Linked DNA regions of Mus musculus: region 1 is linked to region 2. The links are chromatin contacts, called in public promoter capture Hi-C maps. All regions are on one chromosome and are shown on one strand. Each heading gives the region's core, a stretch centred on a gene start, on an enhancer-like site or on the middle of the called end of the contact. The rest is flanking DNA. Distances are from core to core; before and after follow the strand shown.

Region 1 (5,433 bases), core at 1,955-4,454, 410 kb after region 2:
CAGCATCCACCATTTTATCAAAATCAGTTGTTCCCACCTCCACCCACCTTTGAGTGAGGTCCCACTACCTTTTCCAGGTTGCCCTTGAACTAGCAATTTTCCTGCCTCAGTCTCCCAAAGTACTGGAGCTACAAGACTTCATGTCATCATAGTTTCTCCCCCTACCCATCCCCCTACCTCCTTTAAAAACAAAAAACCAAACAAACAACAAAACTTAAAACAAATTGCTGGTATGGTGGCACATCTTTAGCCTCAGCAGTCCCGAGGTAGGGGCAGGCAGAGTTCCATCGTCTGTGCAGAAGGCTAGCCTTGACCTCTGACAACATTCCTGCTTCAGCCTCCTGAGTGCTGGGATAACAAGTAGACACCTCCACACCCTTTCCTAGGGAGCAAGGTTTCACTGTGTAGCCCTAAGGGGCCTGGAAGCCACTCCATACATCAGGCTGGCCTCAATTTTGCTTTTGAAATGGCTAAAACTCCATCCATACTCATTTTTGTCCCTGGAGGCCAGCACAATGCTCACAAGCCCGGCCCACTTTAGTGCGTATCATTAACGCATAAGGAACTGGACCACTAAAGTGTTTCCCAAGGGGCATCACACAGCCTATCCTTTTGCACTTGCTTCAGGAAGTAGGATACCATGTTGACACTTGATATCCTTCATTCAATACTAACAATGAATAATAAACACAATAAATTTATACTTCTTTCATTCTTCTCTTGGGCCAGAAAATACAGAGGTAAGTTGAATAGTCCTTGCCAGTACTGAAAGGTTCTAGTTAATGGTCCTACAAAATCCACTCAACTCTTCTGAGTACTTGAGTGCATGTATATTTGAAGGTTTCGAGTCTCAGACTTGCTACAAGGCTTCCCTGTGCTCCTTAGAGCAGAGAAATCCGATCTGAGAAGCCAAGAGAATTACCTACATAATCACACTGAAATTTCCGTAGTAGGGACAGAAATAAAATCTGGCAAATTTAAACAGCAGGGCTGTTTAATTATAGTGGTCTCAGAATAAATCCACACAAAAGCATAGCTTCTGGCCTTTTACTCAGGGAAGGGGGCTGAGAGGGAAACAGCCACCTTAGTGTCCCCAGCAACTTCAAGATGTGGGACTGACATAGTGGGAGCAGCCTAAGAGGGTTTCCAGAGAAAACAACAGGATGTGTGTGTGTGTGTGTGTGTACCCATGCATAGCTTCAACCCATAAAAGGTCTAAAAAGGAGGATTTATGAATTAGTCTAGGTAATGATTAAAAATTTGGACTCAGGGGGCTGGAGAGATGGTTTAGGGGTTTAAAGCATACACTGATCTTGCAGAAGGCCAGAGTGTAGCTTCCAGCACCCACGTGAGGCAGTGCACAACACCTGTAACTCCAGCTCCACGGGGATGCCACCTCTGGCACATTAACCCCACCCCATGACCACAAATAAAACCAGATTCAGAAATCAGATGACTATATTCAAATTCTGGGTCTAACAATCTGCACTGTGTCATCCTAGGAAGGCAATGAATTCTTTGGGATTCCTCATCTACAGGTTGATCTGGTCATAGTGAAGATAAACAAAGATAACATCCAGCACAGAAAACCACGCAACAAACACTGGTCAAGAAAATGAGAATGGGGCTGGTGAGATGGCTCAGCGGGTAAGAGCACTGACTGCTCTTCCAGAGGTTATGAGTTCAAATCCCAGCAACCACATGGTGGCTCACAACCATCCGTAATGAGATCTGACACCCTCTTCTGGAATGTCTGAAGGCAGCTACAGTGTACTTACATATAATAGTAAATAAATCTTTAAGATAAAAAAAGAAGGAAAGAGAGAAAATGAGAATGAGGACTCAGAGAAAGTGGGACTCAAGGCTGTCTTCATGTCAAAGCTTCTGAAACTTCGGGCAAAGGTTAGGAGCATTGTTAATATGCTGTTCTTTTGTTTAAAACTCTTCCAATTAGGGGATAAAATCCCAACTCTTTGGAGGGTTTAAAGCACCAACACAATTAAGGTTTTGTGTACTTCCTGTCTTAAATTGTCTCATTAATAGCTTATGCTGCTTAGTGTATCTGATGGGTCTCCGCACCTGGCATGCATTAGACACTCAACTCAGGGACATCTCAAATATCTCTTGAGAAGTTGCCCATGACTTCCTTTCTAAAGGATCCAACCTTATCACATTACTTTGTATTAATAGTTCTAATCTCAGAGGTCTCCTTTACTTACAAATGTAAGACAACTGGCCCCAGGAAGTTCTATCCTTGAAAGGACCCCATCTCGCCAGCCACATTCAGTCAATATACAAAAGTCAACTGAATTTTAAAATGAGTACATGAGGGGCGGACAGGTGCGCTAGCTATATGCGGGGGCGTGGTGGTAGAGGCTGGTGCGGCAGATGGCCCGGGGAAAAGAAAGACCCAGAGGACAGGATCAACACTTAGTCCAGGGCGCCGATGCGGGTGCAGGATGCCTGCAGGCCCGGAAGGTAAACGGGGGAGCGGGTTCCTACCTCGCGCCTGCAGCAGTCGCAGCGCGCGCTCGTACAGCGCCGAAGCCTCGGCGTACTGGCCGTTGCGGAAACTCTGGTTGCCGGCTGCGCGGAGCTCTTCCACAGAGTCTGAGAGTTTGGGGGCCATCCCGGGAGGCCGGCAAACAAGGACCACCTCCGTTCCCCGCCGAGGAGTGCGCAACAGCTTCCGGGTGGAAGCAGCGGATGCGTGCCCTTAAGGCCCGCAGCCGACTGGCCTGGGGGTGGTGGGGGGTGGTGATGGTAGACCGGGCCGCGGCTAGGCGGCCAGGGACGGAAAGAATCGCGGGGTCAAGCCCTGGGAGGGCCTGGTGCGGCGGCTGGACGCGGGGAAGGGAAAACCAGGGAGGCTGGGCCAACGGGAGGCCCGGTGCGGGGATGCGGGTGGAGGACGCAGGCCCGGAGGGAAACGTGGGGCGGGTTCCTACCTCGCGCCTGCAGCAGCCGCAGTGCGCGCTCGTACAGCGCCGAGGCTTCGCCGTACTGGCCATTGCGGAAGTTCTGGTTGCCGGCAGCGCGGAGCTGTTCCACGGAATCCGAGACTTTGGGGGCCATCTCGGGTGGGCTGGGAAACAGGGAGCAACGCACTTCCCAGCTAAGTGGTGCGCAACAGCTTCCACCCGGAAGCTAGGGCTGCGTGCCTTTAAGGCCCACTGTGGACCGGCCCTGAGGGGCGGGGCCAGACGAGGCGGGGCTAGACGGGGCGGAGCTAAGCGGCCGGAAGAGTGGGCTCAAGCCCTTAGCTCTGTCCGGCCGCTCTTCCTTGTCCAGGGGCGGGGCCAGGGAAGGGCGGAGCTAAGAGGGTCGGAGGCGGGGGCGTTGAGAAACAAGGCCTTTGGCGTGAGCTCTGTCTGGAACTCGTGGTCAACAAGTTTGAAGATGGTGGCTGGCACTCCAGTGCTGAAGCGACAGCTGAATCACCGAAGGAGGCAGACTATCTTCCCTCCGTTGGACCTGGGAAGCAATTAATCCACGACCAAGAGAAAACATACTTTTTGTCAAGATTGTTTGTTTTCGAGACAGGGTTTCTCTGTATAGTCCTGGCTGTCCTGGAACTCACTCTGTAGACCATGCTGGCCTCGAACTCAGAAATCTGCCTGCCTCTGCCTCCCAAGTTTTGGGATTAAAGGCGGGTGCCACCACGCCCGGCTCGTCAAGATCTTAATACTATAAAGAAGCAAAGAGCGGGATGATGCAAACGTGTGGAAGTCTAAGGCACCCTCGAGGACTGTATAGGATAGAGTGAGAATGATGAAAATTTTTTATACGCACAAAAGAATATAATGCACTTAAAAAAAAAATTGAAGCAACATAATCCAAAGTTGAGGTCTGCAGTTCCACCACTTTGGAGGCCAAGGACAGTATAGCTGAGCTCCTGTTTTAAAACAAAACCAAGAAAACACAATGATGTTATAGGTGATAGGTTATTTCTCCGTTGCCGATGAAATGAGCCAATTTAAACCAGATTATAGTAAAGGCAGGTTTATTGGGAAGCTGCTTTCGGGCAAGTTCACCGGTCCCAAAGGAGGAGGCCAGGGAAGTCGCCATGGGGACGGGGGTGGGGGGGGGCGGGGGGTGGGAGGGGGAAAGAAAGAAAGAAAGAAAGAAAGAAAGAAAGAAAGAAAGAAAGAAGGAGGGCACTTATGCATAGAGAGAAAAGAAGGGCAGACCAAAGTGTCTGGATTATATAGGGAGGAGCCTCTGGGGGAAGGGCAGCCCAGCCTCTGGGCTTAAAGTTCAGGGGTGGGGGCATGGCATGGCAGGTAGGCACTGAGGGATGCTGGGAGAACCTGGAGATTGGGGAAGGCAAACAATAGGAAATACCCCTGTGGAGGCTGTTAAACCTGAGCAGGCCACAGAGAGCCTCTGAGGCAGAGAATCAGCTGAAACCTGAGATGTCGGGATCAGGATTCCAGAAAGCTGGAAAGCGCCTGGCATCTTGTGGACCATAAAACTTATTTAGTGGGTGAATACAGATGGATACAGATGAATACAGTGAATACACATGGATAACACTGGAGCTGGGCTTGGTGGTGGACGCTTTAATCCCGGCACTTAGGAGGTAGAGGCAGGTTGGTTTCTGAATTTGAGGCCAGCCTGGTCTACATAGCATGTTCCAGGCCAGTCAGGGAATATACAGATGCTGCTTCAAACAAATCCCTACAAACAACCCTAAACTAAAAATATACCCACTACGCCCCTAAAAACAGAACGGTGAGGGCTCAGCGACGGAACTTCAGAAATCTGTGAGTTTTATTTTTTTAAAAAGATTTATTGATTTTATGTATGTGAGTACACTGCAGCTGTCTTCAGTCACACGCCAGAAGAGGACATCAGATCCCATTACAGGTTGTGAGCCACCATGTGGTTGCTGGGAATGGAACTCAGAACCTCTTCAAGAGCAGTCAGTGCTCTTAACCACTGAGCCACCCCTCCAGCCCTTGAGCTTTATTTTTGTCAATAACCCTATCGGCTTGAGCTGAGTCTAGACTGTCATTTTGGACTAAATTAGTGGATCTTTCCGTTTTTGGGGGTGTGCCAGGTCCAAAGCGAACCCCCAATTCCTCCCCCAAAAGGGAAGGCTTGTGTTGAATATTGAAAGTGTAAACAAAAGGATTGCTGGTGGACAGACCCGAGTAGTCCTCTGTAACCTGTTGGTTTCTGTCTACCAAAAGGAGTCACTCCTTTATCGTCCTTGCCTTTGGTAAAGGAGACTTAAGCCAAGCTAACCTGCAGGGTCCTTGGTCCCTAGTAACATATATCTGTTATGAGTAGCAAAGCAGCCTGGCCCTCCTTACCTCCTCCACTATGCTCCCAGGCTGTTCCAGATTACAACTTGCACACTCCCCTCCGCAGCAGTTACGCTACAGCAAGGTCCCGACCGGCTCTTCTCCCTCTTCGCTAATTTTTTCT
Region 2 (5,579 bases), core at 1,760-4,259:
TAAAAGCCTGTGAGCCTAAGAGCTAATCCTGTACATGGCTCCTTTACCTGCACACTGGGGATTTGACCTCTATCTCCACTCTCATTAATATGGGTGGCCTATTGCTCTTATTAAAAGGAAAGGGGGAATTGTTGGGAGCCACCCCACATTCGCTGTCACAAGATGGCGCTGACATCCTGTGTTCTAAGTGGTAAACAAATAATCTGCGCATGTGCCAGGGTAGGTCTCCGCCCCATGTACTCTGCCTTTCCCGTGATGTCAACTCGGCCATGGGCTGCAGCCAATCAGGGAGTGATGCGTCTGAGGCAAAAAAAGATAACTCTCCGAAATAAGGACAGGGGTTTCGCTTTCGTTTTGGGGATGATGAGGGGCTTTCGTTCTTGGGGCTTGGGGCTTGCGCTCCGGCTCCTGAAGATGTAAGCAATAAAGTTTTGCCGCAGAAGATTCTGGTTGTTGTGTTCTTCCTGGCCGGGCGTGAGAACGCGTTTTTAAGAGTCAACCATTCTCCAAAATGGCGACCTCAGACAAAGGCAGGCAGGCCTTCTCATAGGGGACTGAGAGAACTGTCTAGAAGGATTAAGTCATCTAACATTTCATTGGTGGGTGCTAGGGGATCACAAGAGGTCAGTGGTCTGCATTCCCATGTCATGCATGTTTAATCACAGGATGAACTAGGGCTGCCCAGTGCAGGTGGCCCATTCTGAGATAAGATATTTCCCCATCTTAGTGGCTGTCCCTAGGCTGTTCTTTGGGAGGGGGTTTTATGATCTTGTTCTGGATTTTATGGTCTGTTCCTGGAGCTGGTGTCTTAGGGCTTAGTTTCTGGGATTTATGGTCTGTTCCCGGAGCTGGTGCCTTACAGTCATTTTTGAAGTCATGCCTGGTCCTTACATGGAGACAAATGGGGTCTATGTCGTCCTTTCAAACCTTGGTTGCCATTTCTCAGGAACCAACCATCTTGTCTTTTGAGACAGGGTCTGCTAATGGGATCTGGGGCTCTCAGCATTTAAGCTAGGCTGGCTGGCCTGCACTGAGAGCCCCTGGTCTCTCTCTTCCCTGCACTGGGATTATAAGCAGATGACATCACACTCAGCTTTTTATATGAATGCTGGAGATCTGAACTCAGGTCCTCATGTTTGCACTTTACCAACTGAGCTATCCCCTCAGAAAAAAATCTTATCCCAAGCTTTCGATCACAGTTTCAGTGTCCAAGTGAGCATGCTCAGATCAGAGTCTGATCTCTGTTTTTTTTTAAAAAGATATTTAAAAAATTCTTTTTATTTCATTTCATTTCTTTTTCATTAATTTATTTATTCACTTTACATCCTGGTAATAGCCCTCTCCCTCCTCTCTTCCCAGTCTCACCCTCCTCTTCCTCTCCCCATTATCTTCTCTTCCCTTCTCTTCAGAGAAGGGAAAGCCCTCTTTGTATACCAACCAGCCCTGGAACACCAAGTCACAGCAGGTGCTAAGTATATCCTCTCCCGCCGCGTGTGGGAAGCCCCACCAGGCAATCCAGCTAGGGGAAGGAGATCCAATGGCAGGCAGCAGAGTCAGAGACAGCCCATGCTCCAGTTGTTTGGGGACCCACATGATGACCAAGCTGCACATCTGCGACAAATGTGTAGGGGAATTTTATTTTATGTGTATGAATGTTTCGTCTACATGCATGTCTGTGCACCATGTATGTGCCTGGTGCCCACAGAGGCCAGAGGACATAAAAATCCCCTGAAACTGGAGCTACAGACAGCTGTTAGGTATCATGCAGTTGCTGGGAATTGAAACAGGGTTTTCTGGGAGTGTGATAGGTCCTCTTAACCACATAGCCCCAAGTTAGTGATATGTTTGTTTGTTTGTTTGTTTGTTTCGAGACCGGGTTTCTCTGTGTAGCCCTGGCTGTCCTGGAAGAAACCACTCTCTCAGTCATTAATGACACTTTCCATTTCCCCTGAGTGGTCTAGCTTGTGTGACAATTTATATGTGACTCTCCTATAATAACTAAGGAACTTAAGGTGTACCAAGAACTCCTTAAATAGCTTAAGAAGCCATTCTGACCTAAAATGCAGGAGAATCCTAGGGGCCTACAGGCCTTCCCTATGTGAGACAAGAAGAGGAAACAGGACATTGCTTCTGTGAGGTAGTCAACCCCTTTGCTCTGGCTTCTGTAAACCTGCTTATGGCTCTGGGACTGGGATGAGGCGGACCCTTTCCCTCTGTACAGTGGGATGAGAAACAACTGAGAGGAGGAAAGCCAGTTCTTCCCCCAGCTGTGGGTTCCACCAAGCATGAGATAACTGTGATGCCCACTGCTGATGTCCATCTTTGTAAACCCTTCCTTTAGCCACTCCTTGGCAAGGCAATCTTTTGATTTGGCTCTAAGGCTGCCATCCAAGGCTGTGATTCTGTTAGTGGTAGCAATCAACTGATTTAATCTGAATTCAGATTTAGTCTAATTCATAGTTTTTCCCCCAAGTGGATACGAGCTCCACACCAGCTAGGAGCACCCTTTGAACTTAGGGTCCCTTATATTTGCAGGATTTCCCCCAGGAAACCTAATTGCTGAATATGAATTAATTATTTCCCATGCTGAAATTAATTCTGGTGTTTAAATTTTCGTGCCCCCCCCCCCAAAAAAAAACAAAAACAAAAAACTTTTACTTTTTTGCCACACCCCTTCGTTTCAGAGATTATGACAGAGGAATTTGTCACTCCACATCAATTTTTCTAGTCTTTATTTTCAGTCAGAGGGCTGGGCTTGTAGCTCAGTAATAGAGCATGTGTACCACCATCAAAAAAGTAATTAAAAAAAAAAAAGCTACATCTGGTGGCATAAACATCCGAGGGACAAGCCCTCACCTAGAGCCTCGATGGCCTCCATGCTCATCTTTCACTGGCCACCTCTCTGGAGAGCTAAGACCCCAGCCTCAGGACCGCTTTCCTTCCTCCGCCCATTGCTCCCAGTCGCGTCCCTTCCCGGCCGCCGTAGAGCAAGCGACGCGGGAGTTCGGCAGTCGCGTCGCCTAGGCAACGGCTCGGCGGCGGGCTGCGGGCGCCAGGCGGCCCCGGGGAGGCGCTCGCGCCGGCGGCCGGGGCTCTACGAGGCGACAAGGCGGCAGGTAAGCGGCGGTAGAGCGGGTGAACGTGACCCGGAGAGGAGCGGTCCGCCGGGCGACCGGCGAGGAACGGGTCGCGGGGACGCCAGGCAAGGACAGAGGGCCGGACCTTTGTCCCTTGGGCCCGCGAGCTGGCGCCTGCGACGCCCTCTGACCCCGGCCGAGTTCGGGTGGGTGCGCTTTCCGCTTTTATTCCTATGTATCTCTGGAGCCTCACTCGAAAGTTTTCCTTTTAAATAGTAATTTTTAAAAAGCTCCTATTTTATGAGGGTTGGTCGCGGAGTAGCTAGGAACTGAAGAGAACGTCTGCGTGTGTCGCTCTTCGTTGGTGGTGGTGGTGGGAGGTCGGCGAGATCGGACTTATTTCTGAGTCAGTTTTCTCACCTGCACAATGGGGATAATAATACCTGTCTTATAAGATGATCAAAACGTGTTTTTATATTTAAAATCCTCACTACATGGGCGCTTTTCTTGTTACTACTACGAGGAGCATCATTGAGTATTTATTGAGAACCAGGGCCTGGGCTGATCGCCAGCGGTTTAAAAAAAAAAAAAAGTGAATGAGACGTCTTGTCCTTAGGGAACTCCACTCCTGCCCGTAGGAAACTGACCTATGGACTGGTTTTTGGTGTAATTTGAGCTATGGTTTTACACGTACAGGAAGCTGAATGCAGTGGAGGCTGTTGTAGACCTTCAGAGGTGATCAGAGAGAGAGGATTACACTAGAAGGTTACTTCCAAAAGGAGGTATGTAGCTTGCCTTTTGTCTTGGCCAGAAGACTAGTCTGGTGTGTGTGCCTAGTGTTAGGAAAACGGTGCCTTGAGGAGACAGCCAAACTTCTAGAGACTCTCCCAAGAATTTCAGGCTGGAAGGGAGTCCAAAAGGTAGCAAGAGTGTCTACTTGATGTTTGAAGGATAAGCCTCGGCTCTTCTTGACAGACTTTTTTTAGGGTCGGAGGTGGCGTTATGGGTAAAGTTTTAGGATGTTTGCTTTTTATTTTTTGTGAACCCTCAAGGGATTTGTTTGTTTTAATACAGGATTTTGTGGCCTACAGTCTGGTCTTGATTAATGCTGCTGTGTAGCTGAGGCTTTGCCTTGAACTCCTGACTCTCATGTCTCTGCTCCTGAGTTTGTGAGCTTGCAGAGGCGTCTAATTAGAAGCGGGTGAGCGTGTGCGCATGCGCTTCCGCGATTCTATGCGCGCCCTTGATCAGAAGTAGACCTCTCACCCTCTTTGGTCTCCTTGCTATTATTTTTTGCTTTGCAGCCAGTTCTTTATGGCGATTCAAAACAAAAAAAAAAACAGATATTGACAATTATCTTAGACCTTTTTTTCATTATTAAAACTACATACTCGCTTTAGCAAGATTAGAGGTTTCGGGGCAGGCGAGATGGCTCAGTGGTTAAGAGCACCGACTGATCTTCTGAAGGTTCTGAGTTCAAATCCCAGCAATCATCTGTAATGAGATACGATGCCCTCTTCTGGTGTGTCTGAAGACAGCTACAGTGTACTTACATATAACAATAAATCTTTAAAAAGAGAGAGAGAGAAGAGGTTTCTTTAGCTTACAGTTCTGGAGATTCTTGGAGCCCACTTCTGACCATGTTCTTTTTATGGCAGAGTCCTGAGAGGGCTCAGCTTGTTGAGCATATCACAAGATGGGGAGTTCAAGGGTTCCTCTTTTTGTGATGTGGGGGTCGAAGAGACCCTTGTCCACAGCAGGCAGGGGTACTGCCTCAGAGCTGTTTACCCATGACCTTCTCTCAGGCAGTTCCAGGATCCAGTTACAACCTCTGACCTTATCTGATGCTGCCTTCTTCCTCTGGACACTATGTCAGTGTGGTTTCCCCTGTCTTCACTCACCATCTGAAGCAGAAATGTCAGCATGTGAACCCTTGGGACGTGCACACAAACTACATCTAACCCATAGGAAGTGTGAGGTGCCAGGCACTGGGCAGAGCTGGATGAGAAAGCTGGTTCTTATCGTGGAGATCAGGGCCTAGTTGGGAAATTAGGCTGGCAGTGGCAGTGTAATGGGAGGTGTTGCTGGGTGTTTCTGATCAGGTGAATACAATCTAGTCTGGAGGTTGGGGGAGGGAGTAGTGAGAATTAGCTCTATCTGGAGAGATGGTGAGAATGGAAAAAGACAGTATTTTACAATATTGAAAAGCAATGTCAAGCCGGGCATGGTGGCACACGCCTTTCATCCCAGCACTCGGGAGGCAGAGGCAGAGGCAGGTGGATTTCTGAGTTCGAGACCAGCCTGGTCTACAAAGTGAGTTCCAGGACATCCAGGGCTATACAGAGAAACCCTGTCTCAAAACAAAACAAAACAAAACAAAAGCAATGTCACTGAGCCCAGCGTGGCACCTGCCTGTCTTTCCAGCAGTTGGAGGTGGAGGCAGGAGGACCAAGAGTTTAAGCCCTGGCTCCAGAACAAGTTCAAGGCTAGGCTGGGCTGAAT

What was found. Capture Hi-C pulls out chosen DNA fragments and counts their contacts.
Region 1: a promoter capture Hi-C map of adipose tissue shows a contact between it and region 2. The contact joins the promoter of Tomm34 here to the promoter of Pkig in region 2. A contact is called at or near these places in 1 of 39 promoter capture datasets (neural stem cells), 1 of 484 Hi-C or Micro-C datasets (the HL-1 cell line), 1 of 115 datasets of contacts at active chromatin or transcription factors (memory CD8 T cells) and 1 of 9 other capture datasets (adipose tissue).

The regions. Positions count from the first base shown.
Region 1 is chr2:164,067,965-164,073,397 of GRCm38.p6, forward strand. It overlaps Tomm34 (translocase of outer mitochondrial membrane 34), which reads right to left and starts at 3,205. Exons shown (of 7, transcript NM_001291155.1): 1 at 2,949-3,205. The coding sequence starts at 3,075.
Region 2 is chr2:163,655,377-163,660,955 of GRCm38.p6, forward strand. It overlaps Pkig (protein kinase inhibitor, gamma), which reads left to right and starts at 3,010. Exons shown (of 4, transcript NM_001039391.2): 1 at 3,010-3,116.